3 separate regions of the Pan troglodytes genome follow, and regions 2 and 3 are each linked to region 1. The links are chromatin contacts, called in public Hi-C and HiChIP or PLAC-seq maps. All regions are on one chromosome and are shown on one strand. The core of a region is the stretch at or near the end of the contact, and the rest is flanking DNA. Distances in the headings are between cores, read along the strand shown. Region 1 holds the start of SEMA3G (semaphorin 3G). Region 2 holds the start of LOC134806945 (twinfilin actin binding protein 2). Region 3 holds the start of GLYCTK (glycerate kinase).

Region 1 (4,035 bases), core at 673-3,172:
GAGTTTGGGGGCCTCCTGCAGTTCCTTCTTTGTCCACTAGATGACACACGATGCCCGTGTCTGGGCCCATTGATCCTCGAATTCAGAGCACCCTTGTGGTCTTTCCCACCTGCAGCTGGCAAGCAGGGGGGCCTTTAGAGACGATCCCTACCCTCTGCCCCCAGGCCTGGAAAACTGAAGCCCAGAGAGGGAGAGGACCTGACTGAGGCCACACACATTAACAGTAGAGTTCGGACTCCCAGCCTGCCACAGGCTCTTTCCGCAGTGTGGAGTAGGCTGCCCCCACACCCTGCCCCAGTCGACCCAGGCTTCCCTGCAGCCCCTGCTGGGTGTCTGGCTGAGCTGAGACCCCAGGGTGGGCTGGCAGGCTGAGGAGTGTTGGGCCTCCTGCCCGCCGCTGGTGGTCACATGCTGGCTGAAGGGCTGCCTAGCTCAGTCTCCAGTTAGAAGTTGGCCCCAGCTTGGGCAGTGTGCTGGCCACACCTCCCCAGGGAAACAGAGACAGAAGCAGTCCACTCCAAGGTCCCAGGATATGGTCACCCTGACAGCAGCCCCTGCGCAAGCCCACTCATCAGGTTATAAAGGCTGCTTACACCCAGGGTGGCTGGTCCCTGGCCCTGGGAGGAAGAGGCAGACCCAGAGATGGAAGGGCCTTGGCCAAGGCTCTCCAGCAGGGCCAGAGGCAGGGCTGGGCTGAGCTCCATCACTGGCCTCTGTGGGCAGCCCCTTGCCCACCTCCAGGCCAGCCCCCTGCTGAAGAAGGCATGTGTGAGTGAAGGGAGCTGGGGACAGGGAGGCAGAGTTGTAGGTCTCTGGGACCTGTCATGCTGACCCAAGAAGCCAACCTGTTTCCATTTCAGGATTGAGGTAGGGGAGGAGGGTGGGGTCCCCATACTCCCAAGAATGCCCAGAAGCAAAGGAGGGTCCCAGGAAGGGGCAGAGCTGAGCTGGACCCATTCTCAGCCTGCTCTGTGGCCTGGGCCAGGTCCTTCCCTCTCTGAGTGCCCCCCAAGTTCCCTGACCACCATCAGAGGGCCCAGGCCGGTCCATGTGGGAGGCCCAACCTGCAGGAGCTGTTAGAATCCTGGGAACTCAAACTCCAGCTCAAAATTAAAATCTCTTTAGTGCCCAGGGCCTCAGGTTCTGAGTGTAGGGTTCTGGGGTGGGGTGAGGTGGCGACTGTTCTGGGGCAGGGAGCATGGGGAGGTCCTGTCACTCACCCCAGATTCAGGCCCTCAGTCCCATTTCCCCTTTGGCCCTCTTCTGTGGCTTTCTCTGCCCCCCGCCACCCAGTCAGTATTCAGGGTGGGGGAAGTGACCTCTAAGAGATCATAGGTGTCTGTAGGGCCTATGAGGCATGGGGTCCCTGGGAAGAACCATCACTGACCTGGGGAAGCTCTGGACCCTGAGTCTCTGGAAGGACTGGAGGCCTGAGGGAGGCAGGGCAAGGGGAGGTTCCCTCGGCATGGAGTCCCCTGATGCCCCTGTCCCCTACCCCAAAGCAAGCCTGGTGAGCTGAGATGGGGCATGTAGATGTGGGGAGAGGCTGGGGTGCCTGGAAGCCAGATGGGGACAGGCCTGGGTGGAAGAGGCTGGGCAGTCATCTCTTGCTGGCTCTATGAAGTGTTGCCGGACCTCAAACACCTGTCTAGGACATGGCGCCCCTTGGGCTGGGAATGGCCCTCCACCCTTACCCAGGGGAGCTGGAGAGTCTGGCCAAAGCTTCAGGGGGCTGGAATATCCTGGAATTGGGGCAGGGCCAGTTTGGAAGGTCTCTGCTGTGTGCAGTGGAGGGGCAGAGAACAAGGCAGAGCCCAGCTAGGCCCCTACCCAGCCCATCAACTTTAACCTCTGATCCCTGACCTCCCTTCCAGGCTCTCTCCCCACTTGTCACTTTGCTGGAGCCTGGGGACCTGCATTTGTGGACATTTCTGTACACATGGCCTGTGCCCTAGCTGGGAAGATCTTCCCAATGGGGAGCTGGCCAGTGTGGCACAAAAGCCTGCACTGGGCCAACAAGGTGGAAGGAGAAGCGGCAGGTGGACGGCAAGGCCCCAGCCTCCTTCTCTCCTCCGCCCCTCTTCCCGCCCAGGACTGGGTGGAGCCACTGCCTTATAAGTGGTGGCCTGGTGGCAGCAGAGCAAACTACAACCGGCGGCCAGCGGGACCGGAGGGCGGCTCTGCAGGCAGGCAGCAGTGGTGCCCTCAGTTCCCCAGCATGGCCCCCTCGGCCTGGGCCATTTGCTGGCTGCTAGGGGGCCTCCTGCTCCATGGGGGTAGCTCTGGCCCCAGCCCCGGCCCCAGTGTGCCCCGCCTGCGGCACTCCTACCGAGGTACCAGCCCCTGCATGCCCTGTTTGTGTGCATGTGCCGTTTGTGTGCGTGCGCTCTGTTTGGGTGCATGTGCCGTGTTTGTGTGCCTGTGCAGTGTTTGTGTGCATGTGCCCTGTTTGGGTGCATGTGCCGTGTTTGTGTGCGTGTGCCGTGTTTGTGTGCGTGTGCCCTGTTTGGGTGCGTGTGCCGTGTTTGTGTGCGTGTGCCGAGTTTGTGTGCGTGTGCCGTGTTTGTGTGCGTGTGCCGTGTTTGGGTGCGTGTGCCCTGTTTGTGTGCGTGTGCCCTGTTTGGGTGGCTTGGGCTCTTGGGTGCCTGGCCAGCTGTAGGGGAGGGAGCCTCTCCCTGCACAGCTCTCGGGGAGTGGGAGGGAGGCAGGTCCTGGGAGACAGGACCAGGGTGGCGGTGGGAAGGACCTGACGGGGAGTGCTGAGAAAGGGACAGATGGAGACCCTGAGAGAGCTCAATAAAGATGGGGAGGAGACAGAGGAAGGGACCAGGCAGGGGAGAGTGACAGAGAGGGTGGGGCTGAAGGGTCTGTCTGGGCTCAACTGGCACTTTTTGCCCAGGGTGGCCAACGGGAGAGCAGGCAGCATGCTATCCGTTGGTCCTGGGGCCACAGAGAAGGGGAGGACCCCCCTTGCAGCCCACTTCCCAGAGTGGGCTTGTTCATGTGCTCCTGCACCCAAGAAGCGCCCCAGCCCAGGGGGAGTTTCACCTCCCCTTTTTGCACATCCCAGCCTGGGGGTTCCTGTGTTCTACCCTAGACATGTGAGCCGGCTCAGGCCTCCATGGATGGGCCCAGGGAAGGCCCGAGACAGGCTCTTGGCAGATCCTTCCTGAGGAAACCAGAGGGGTGACCACCTTCCCCTGGGAAGCCCGGTCTGCTGGGGGAGATGGCGCTCGTCCCTGGAGAGGCTGAGGGGAATGTGGTCTTGTTCCGGGAGCTGTGGTTTTGCGGGGAGGTCAGACTACTAGAAAAAGCCCCAAATAGGGAAAGTTCCCCAAGGTACTGTCATCCATGGAGGGCTTCCCGGAAGAGGCCGTTGATGAGTTTTGGGGGTGGAATGGGTGTTGGGTAGAGGTGCTTCTGTAGGGAAGGCATAGGACACTCTGGGCCTTCCCAAAGGTGGCCAGCACCCCCTTCCTGCCACATCCTACTGCCCCCATTACCTCCACCTCCCCAGCCAAGCCCGGAGGACCTACCTCAGGATCTTCAACTCCTGGGACCGATGTCCCCAGACAGCTCCCTGCTCTCATCTCTGGGGTGGGATAGCCAGCATCTATGGGGAGAAAATTGTCTTTGGCCACATCCCTGGACTGGAGGTGGGAGCCCTTCCTGGCCATACCTGCCCTTTTCTGCACCCAGGCCATTGCCAGGGGTCCCCTCTGCTGGGAACAGTTTCGCCTGCTGGCCCACCCTCCAGCTGAGTCAGGCGGCCTGCAAAGACTCCCGCCCTTCCTCCAGGATCTTCCAGCACTTTGCTCTAGTTTCTGCTGGTTGGGGCCTTCTTCCCTGGGGACTGGGTAGGGCACAGATGGGACAGTGGGAAGATGTTAGCTGCATGATGAAGGGCTAAGGAATGGAGGGGTGGGAGGTAGGCCCCAGGGTAGGCTGGGCCAGGTGGGAGGCTCTGAGCCTCCCGTCCCACCTGTCCCCAGGAGCCATGGTCCGAAAGCCTTCCAGCACCATGTGGATGGAAAC
Region 2 (4,035 bases), core at 631-3,130, 210 kb after region 1:
TGCAATTATTGGCCACCTGCCAATGTTGGGCACTGTTCTAGGCACAGGGGATACAGCAAGGGCAAACACCTAACTACTGGTGGAGGGAAGATGATAAACAAATACGTAAAGATTTGTGCCAGGTACTGATAAAAGCAAAGAATGACCCATGGAGAGGGTCAGCTGGGGAGACCACGCAGTACCCTACTTTGTCACAGTTCATCCAGTGAGGGACATTTTTACAGGGCACATGACCTTAATCTTTTTCATCAATCTTGGTTAATTCATTTCCAGGAGGTCAAGTCTCTTGTGGTTCTGTGGAATCACCAGATGCTCCTGTGGATGTGGCTTAGTCTGAACTGATGTAACAAGTAGCTCTGTGTTGCTGGCACCATCTGGCTGTAGCAGGGTTCAGTGTGGGAGGCCTTGCCTGTGAACTGTTCTAGAAGGCAAGCTGCAGGGCTGCATAACACTCCATTTTCCACTGTGAGTGCTGGGGGGACAGTGGTTAGCAGATGACATAGGCCCAGTCTTCAGGGTGAGCGCAGGAAGATGAATGAGAAAACCCTTCAATTCTGTGTAGCTGGGCTCTCTGGGGATGAGAAACTCAGGGGTTGGGGGGCACAGAGGAGGCCTCAATGCAGGCTAGTGAGGGTGGGGAGCAAGACAGTAAACGGAGCTGAAGCTGGGGCCAGATGCCAGGTAGGCCACACATTTCATCATCACATCTCTCAGCAACCCCAGCCCAAAAAGCTGGCCTCCTTTCCAATCTTCCCAGCCAAAGTCCCTGGACAAGCTGATTGGACCAACCAGAGTCAGATGCTCATCCCTGACTCATCACAGTGGCCTGGAAGATGCCACATGTTGACTAGTTGGTAGCAGCAGGCAGGTACTGGTACCAGTAAGGCAAGGCTGCTGGATATAGACACAGAAGGTCATTAGGACATGGGAAGTTCCTCACCAGGCTCTGGCCCTCTTTCAACCTCTGGGCCTTTGCACATGCAGTGCCCTCTTCTCAGAAAACCTCTCTGGCTGGGACTAGTAAGTGGCTCACGCCTGTAATCCCAACGCTTTGGGAGTCCGAGGCGGGCAGATCACCTGAGGTCGGGAGTTCAAGATCAGACTGACCAACACAGAGAAACCCCGTCTCTACTAAAAATACAAAATTAGCCAGGCATGGTGGTGCATGCCTGTAATCCTAGCCACTCGGGAGGCTGAGGCAGGAGAATCGCTTGAACCCGGGAGGCGGAGGTTGCAGTGAGCCGAGATCGCGCCAGTGCACTTCAGCCTGGGCAACAAGAGGGAAACTCCATCTCAAAAAAAAAAAAAGAAAGAAAGAAAAAGAAAAAGAAAAAAAACTTTTCGCTCCACTCTGCTGGGCTGTTTCATTCTCCCCTCTAGGTTTCCAATCTTCGCCTTCTCCTGGCAGCCCCTCACATTGTCTCGGCGGGCTCTCACCACCATACACTCCATCTAGTGGGTGAAGGCGGGCCTAGGCCCGTGAGGGCAAAGCCTAGCGGCCATGACCACCCCGAGGTGCCCAGGACCCCACGGGAGGCGCTCAAGAAACGGCCCCTGGGGAAGAGCTGGCGCGCCCACCCACAAGCAGACCCCTTCCTGGGTGCAAACCCGTGTACGCTGGGACCCACTCCTATTCGGAGACCCACCTGGCTTGGGGAGCACAGATCGGGCGCGCGCGCACGATCCGCCCCACCCACAGACCACCGTGATCAGGGCGCACAGACACACACGCGCGTCCTCCCACGCACGCTCGGTCACACGCAGGCCCCCCCTCTCCTGCCACAGAGGAACGCGCTGGCGTGCGCACGGCGGATCAATCATCATCCTTAGACCCACCCGGACCGAGGCGCAGGCTGCGCGCACGCGCGGCCCCGAGTCCCCGCCTCCCTGCCGCGCCTGTCGGGGGCGGGGCGCCGCTGGGGGCGGGTCCTGCGGCACCGCCCGGGAAGCTGCGCGAGGCTCGACAACCTCCGCCACATCCTCCTCCTCTCTTGGTCCAGCGAGCGTTGCCGGGCCAGGGTCCAGCGGAGGGCTCCGACGGCGCGGACGGAGCGAAGCGCCGAACCATGGCGCACCAAACGGGCATCCACGGTGAGGGCGGATGGCGGGCGGGCAGGGGGCCTCGGTCTGGGCTCTCGGAAGCGCCCCCTCCCCGGCTCTCGGCCCCTCCCTCCACCCCACCCCAGCCGGGAGAAAGCTTCCTGTTCTCTTTTGCAGCCGCGGGTCGCCTGGGGTGGGCACATCTGGGGGAGTACGGACGTGGTGTGCATAGCTGGGAGTGGGTGTATGTGTACGTACACAACTGGGGTGGAAGTATCTGTGTGCCTACCTGGAGATGAATGTGGCTGTGTGTGCCCATCTGTATATTTTTGTTCCTTTCCGGGAGTGGGTGTACACGCATGTGCACACGTCTTCCGTTTACAGTCCTGCCTGTGCACCTCTGGATGTGACTCGCTTGTGTACATCTAGGGTCATTCATGCACTGGCACTAGTGACTGTTTGAATGGACACTGTAGGTCGCATAGGACCCTCTTTAGACATCAGTGTTTCATGGCAGTGTGCACATGTATGTGGGTGTCTGTGTGTGTGCACAGTTGGAGTGCGTCTCAGTGTGCATTTTAGCCAAGGATGCATATACCGCATGTGTCTGACTTGAATGGGCTTGTTTATGTGTGTTAGGAGAAGGCCTTGACCTTTGCTCCTCCCAGGACACTCACTCTCCCCAGGCTAGGGAAAACCCGGAACAGAGACTTCTACGTGGGATGGAGAAAGCTGCCTATCTGACCTTGACCTCTGACCTCCCTCCCATTTTCCACTGTGACTTTCTGAGTCTGCCTCAGTCTGGTTGGAAGATCCCAGCTCCAGGCTGCAGACAGAGAAGAGGTCCAGATATGGGGTTCTGGGGGGAGAGTCCTGGCCCTAAAGAATCCAGGCCAGCTCCCACCCCCAGCCCCCATCCCTAGGAAGCTTCACCATTCCCTAGCATCACACCCTCCCCTCCCCTAGGGGTCCCAGTTTCCTTCTTGGACAGGCTGTGAGAGAAGCAATGGCTGGGAGCCAGGTGCCCTGACTCTACCTGGGGCTCAGTGTCCTCCTCTGTCACTGGCCTGAGAGAGCTGCCTGGCCTGTGGGGAAGGCCCGGGCTGTTTGCCCACACAGCCTGGCGGGTTTGGCCATCAGCCACCCCTCCCACCACACTAGGATCCCCTGCCTGGGGCTGCCACCATCGACCTGCCTGACCACCTGAATCCTGGTGCGGTTGTGGCCACTTGGTGGCTGGGCTGCCCTGAGAAGGTTTCCCTGGCCTCGCGAAGGCAGGGGCCTGGGTCAGGGCCAGGGCTCCCAGATGGGCCAGCCTTTCTCCAGGAGGAGCTGGCGGGCAGGCTTCATGACTCAGCCCCACAGGAGGGAACTGCCTCCTGGCCAGCTTCTTCCTTCCCCTTTGTCTGGTCATAGCTGCTGCCTCCCAGCCTCCAGCCCTGGTGGAGGAGATCCCAGGAAGTTAGCCACCCCATACCCCTTCCCTGCTGCCTCACTCCCTCCTTTCCCATAGTGAGACAGGCCCACCGAGGGGGTCACTGGGGACTGGGCTGCCCCTAGCCCTCCTTCCACCTGTGAGCAGCCCACTTCTTCCCATTTCTGGCCTGGGAAGTTGGCAGCAGAGATCACCCTGGAGGACCAAGTGCCAGCCCTGTCCTGACCATAGGTGTGGATCTGCTGACCGCAGAGCAGGCAGGAAAGGGACCTGTAACGTGAGGCTCACTGGAGTCGGAGGGAAGGTGTTCATGAATCATTGATAATAGAGGCTCAGGTGTCCCAGGCCTGGCCTCTGGATTATTGATGGTGGCTGGGCAGGCATTGGGGCTGGGGTGGGCAGGGATGTGCCTTTCCCTGTGGGGGTGTCAGTTTGCCCTGGTAACACTAGAAGGGGCCTGTCGGCCTGTCCCTTAGGGGAGCTTCTTGGCCTTCCTTCTGGGAAGGTCTGGGCTGGTAGAAGGGGCAGCTCAGCACAGTCAGCTTGCTGTTATTATCATA
Region 3 (4,035 bases), core at 584-3,083, 160 kb after region 1:
TTTAGGTTCAAATCAGGAGTGAGGGCAAAGTCTGGCTCATGGTGGAACCTTAGAAAAGTCCCCAGGCACCATGTGAGGCCATGTGCCATGAAGCCCAATTGCAGGACAGAAAAGGATGCCCTTCTACCCACACAGTTGGCCAGACCCAACCCTGCCAAGAACACCCCTTCTGGTTCCAAGATAACAAAAACAAGTCCTAGGTCACACCACCCACAGTGGTGAGAGCCCAAGGGCTGAAGTAGGCAAAGGCCAGGCTCCCATAACTGAGCCCATAGCCATTTTCCCCACTGGGCAGAGTAAAAGCTAAAGAAGCCTTGGGGCGAAGGTCAGGAAGCTGTAGAGGAGTATAGGAACAACAAAGACCCAAACAGCTCATCTGTTTACCATAAATCATTGTTACCATAAATGTTGCAAGCTGACTTCATCAGCAAGTATGGACTGAGCAGGGTAAGGAGGCTGGGAATTGAGGTTCCAGCTCTACTATAGGCTTTCTGAGTGGCTGGGACACCTCCATTTCTCTCACTGGGCCTCATCCGCAAAATGAGACATGGGGTGAGATTAACACTACGCTCTCCCCTTAACAACCTCAGGCTCTCTGATACTGTCCACTGCAACACAGATCTCAAACACCGGTTTACCCCACACCCAAATATGGTGGTTACTTCCAGACTTTGACCATTTTGCTTGCCTAGTTCTCAGCTCTTCGGTAAGAAAAGACAGCCATGCCTGACTTCTGTTGTGAAAGGGAACACAGAGGGCATCGTCATGGGGATTCCGAAAATGGGTCCAGTTTTGGCCAGGGGGACCCCTGGAGCTTGCCCATTAGACTTGGAGCTAAAAGCATCTTAGCAACTAAGACAGCCGATCTTTATAGCCTGGATGAAATTTGTATCTATTTTCCAGATGGACAAGAGCCTAGAAGATCCCAGCCTTGCCACTGGGTATGAGCACAGGACAGGGGGACGCTCAATGCTAAGGCTGCCAGAGAAAATACAGGACTTCCGGTTAAATTTGAATTTCAAATAAACAAGTAATTTTTAAAGTATAAGTATGTGCATACAATGTTTAGGACTTAACAATTATTCGTCGTTTATCTTAACTCAAATTTAACTGGACGTGGCCGGGCGCAGTGGCTCACGCCTGTAATCCCAGCACTTTGGAAGGCTGAGGCGGGCGCATCACCTGAGGTCAGGAGTTCGAGACCAGCCTGACCAACGTGGTGAAACCCCGTCTCTTCTAAAAATACAAAAATTAGCCGGGTGTGGTGGGCGCCCGTAATCCCAGCTACTCGGGAGACTGAGGCATGAGAATCATTTGAACCGGGGAGGCGGAGGTTGCAGTGAGCCGAGATCGCGCCACTGCACTCCAGCCTGGGTGACAGAGTGAGATTCTAACTCAAAAAAAAAATGTAACTGGACGCTTTGCATTTTTATTTGCTAAGTCCTCCAATTCTATCCAAGACACGGTCTCTCCGAAACTCCAGGAGGCTCCAGAGCAAAACAACGGAAATAGGAAGACTACCGGTCTTGACTCCTCCCCGCCATCAAAGAGGGCTGGTACCATTTCCGGCTTTCCCTAGACAGTAGGGGGCCGGAAGTGACGTCATCCTAAGGTAGGGCCTTAGCGAGGGAAATGGCTGCCGCGTAATGCCCGGTGATGCGAGAAAGAAGGGCCTGCTGCCACCAGGACCCGTCATCGCCCAGCCCAGGGACCGCTTCTGAAGGCCATGCGAGCCCTGGCGGCGCAGACTTACCAGCCCACAGCTCCGGCCGCGGTGCCCAGCGCTGGAGAACGGAAGTACTAGGGGGTGGGCGGAGCGGAAGCCGGAAGTGTGGGTGGGTGGAGCGGCGCAGGCGGGTGCGAGCTCTGGCTGAAGCCGGTGTCCGGGAGGGGAGAGTTTAGCATATTGGCTCTTTGCTGGCCACTGACAGACCTGGAAGGAGTCACCTTCAGTCCTCATTTTTTAAATCTCTACATTGAGGGTAATAATCCCCGCCTCACCGATTGCCGATTTTTTTTTTTGAGACGGGGTCTCACTCTGTCGCCCAGACTGGAGTGCAGAGGCGCGGTTTCGGCCCAATGCAACCTCCGCCTCCCGGATTCAAGCGATTCTCATGCCTCAGCCTCCCGAGTCGCTGGGATTACAGGCATGTGCCACCACTCCGGGCTAATTTTTGTATTTTTTAGTAGAGACGGGCTTTCGCCATGTTGCCCAGGCTGGTCTCGAACGCCTAACCTCAAGCGATCCACCCACCTCAGCCTCCGAAAGTGATGGGATTACAGACTTCAGCCGCCGCACCCGGCCTCTCCCTTCCTTTATCCTGTACGGTCAGTCAGCAGATGCACCCTGAGTGTCAGGCACTGGGCTGAGCAAACGAACTGAGAATCACTACTTCCCCACAACTCACCCCTTCTGGAGCCAGATTAAGTAATTCCCGCTCCTCTCCATGGCTTTTATTCCACAACTTATTATTGTTCTTCCCTCTCCCACCATGGGCCACCAAATACAGCTCTGGCTTAGCAAGAGTTCCATTCTGCGATCCTCAAGCACATAAGCGGCATGTAAACGCTAATGACTCTGGGCCTACCTCGCTGTCCCTACTCTCATCCGGGGCCTACCCTGTGTTGGCTGGATGCCTTCCCACATTCATAAGATGAGTCCTGATCAGACTCCAAAAATACAAAACAGTTCACTGTTTTTACTGATGTTTTCTTAGGGAGATAGAGGAGAGAGTTGCATCACAAATCACACACTTGATTTCCTAACAATTTTATTGAAACATGTTTCTTGGCAGGGCGCAGTGTTTCACGCCTGTAATCCCAACATTGGGGAGGCCAAGGTGGGCGGATCGCTTGAGCCTAGGAATGCGAGACCAGCCTGGGAACATGGCGAAACTTATCTCTACCAAAAAAAAAAAAAGAGCCAGGTGTGGTGGCATGCTCCTGTAGTCCCAGCTACTCAGGAGGCTGAGATGGGAGGATCACCTGAGCCTGGGAGGTAGAGGCTGCAGTGAACCTTGATCACGCCACTGCACTCCAACCTGGGCCCCTGTCTCAAAAAAAAACCAACAAACAAAAACACATTTCTTTCTCTTGGTTTTGAGGTGGAGTCTTGCTCTGTCACCCAGGCTGGACTGCAATGGCACAGTCTCAGCTCATGGCCACTGCACTGCAGCCTGGGCACGATGTCGGCTCACTGCAACCTCCGCCTCCCAGGTTCAAGCAATTCTCCTGCCTCAGCCTCCCGAATAGCTGGGACTACAGGCGCCCGCCACCACGTCCAGCTAATTTTTGTATTTTTAGTAGAGACAGAGTTTCACCATGTTGGCCAGGCTGGTCTCGAACTCCTGACCTTGTGATCCACCGCCCTTGGCCTCCCAAAGTGCAGGGATTACAGGCGTATAAACAATTACAGGCGCCCGGCCTATATAAACAACCTTCATCTTAACCCATGCTGGAGAACACTAATTGCCACTGCTTGGTGTCTGTGTTTCCCTGGATGGCTGCCCTCACACTTTATGCTTGAATAAATTCTTTTAACTGGATCTCGAACCTTTTGATGATTTTTAGGTTGACATTAGAAATGTGTTTTTGGGACAGGTGCAGTGGCTCATGCCTGCAATCCCAGTACTTTGGGAGGCTGAGGCAGGTGGGATCATTTGAGGTCAGGAGTTCGAGACCGGCCTAACCAATATGGTGAAACCCCATCTCTACTAAAAATACAAAAATTAGCTGGGCATGGGCCGGGCACAGTGGCTCACACCTGTAATCCTAGCACTTTGGGAGGCTGAGGCAGGTGGATCACCTGAGGTCAGGAGTTCAAGACCAGCCTGGCCAACGTGGCGAAACCCCGTCTCTACTAAAAATACAAAAATTAGCTAGGCATGGTGGTGTGTGCCTATAATCCCAGCTACTGGGGGGGCTGAGGCAGGAGGATTGCTTGAACCTGGGAGGTTGCAGTGAACCGAGATTGCGTGACTGCCCTCCAGCCTGGGTGACAAAGCGAGACTCCGTCTCAAAAAAAAAAAAAAAGAT

Evidence for each region. Hi-C and Micro-C count contacts between places; a contact is called where the count stands out from the background. HiChIP or PLAC-seq counts read pairs in DNA pulled down with a chosen protein or histone mark.
Region 2: a contact with region 1 is called in an H3K4me3 HiChIP or PLAC-seq map of stem cell-derived excitatory neurons, with 5 times the contacts expected there. The contact joins the promoter of LOC134806945 here to the promoter of SEMA3G in region 1. A contact is called at or near these places in 2 of 7 Hi-C or Micro-C datasets (induced pluripotent stem cells and stem cell-derived neural progenitor cells) and 1 of 1 datasets of contacts at active chromatin or transcription factors (stem cell-derived excitatory neurons).
Region 3: a Hi-C map of stem cell-derived neural progenitor cells shows a contact between it and region 1, with 6 times the contacts expected there. The contact joins the promoter of GLYCTK here to the promoter of SEMA3G in region 1. A contact is called at or near these places in 1 of 7 Hi-C or Micro-C datasets (stem cell-derived neural progenitor cells) and 1 of 1 datasets of contacts at active chromatin or transcription factors (stem cell-derived excitatory neurons).

What each region holds. Positions count from the first base shown.
Region 1 is chr2:56,488,116-56,492,150 of NHGRI_mPanTro3-v2.0_pri, reverse strand. SEMA3G (semaphorin 3G) reads left to right here and starts at 1,922. Exons shown (of 17, transcript XM_016941237.4): 1 at 1,922-2,333; 2 at 3,993-4,035. The coding sequence starts at 1,940.
Region 2 is chr2:56,282,199-56,286,233 of NHGRI_mPanTro3-v2.0_pri, reverse strand. LOC134806945 (twinfilin actin binding protein 2) reads left to right here and starts at 1,880. Exons shown (of 9, transcript XM_063805888.1): 1 at 1,880-2,091. The coding sequence starts at 2,067. It overlaps LOC134809446 (a long non-coding RNA gene), which reads right to left and starts at 1,863. Exons shown (of 2, transcript XR_010155235.1): 1 at 1,647-1,863; 2 at 1-894. It also overlaps a transcript of TWF2 not described here.
Region 3 is chr2:56,330,822-56,334,856 of NHGRI_mPanTro3-v2.0_pri, reverse strand. It overlaps GLYCTK (glycerate kinase), which reads right to left and starts at 1,833. Exons shown (of 4, transcript XM_009445588.5): 1 at 1,754-1,833. It overlaps LOC104005569 (a long non-coding RNA gene), which reads left to right. Exons shown (of 2, transcript XR_010155234.1): 2 at 904-1,048.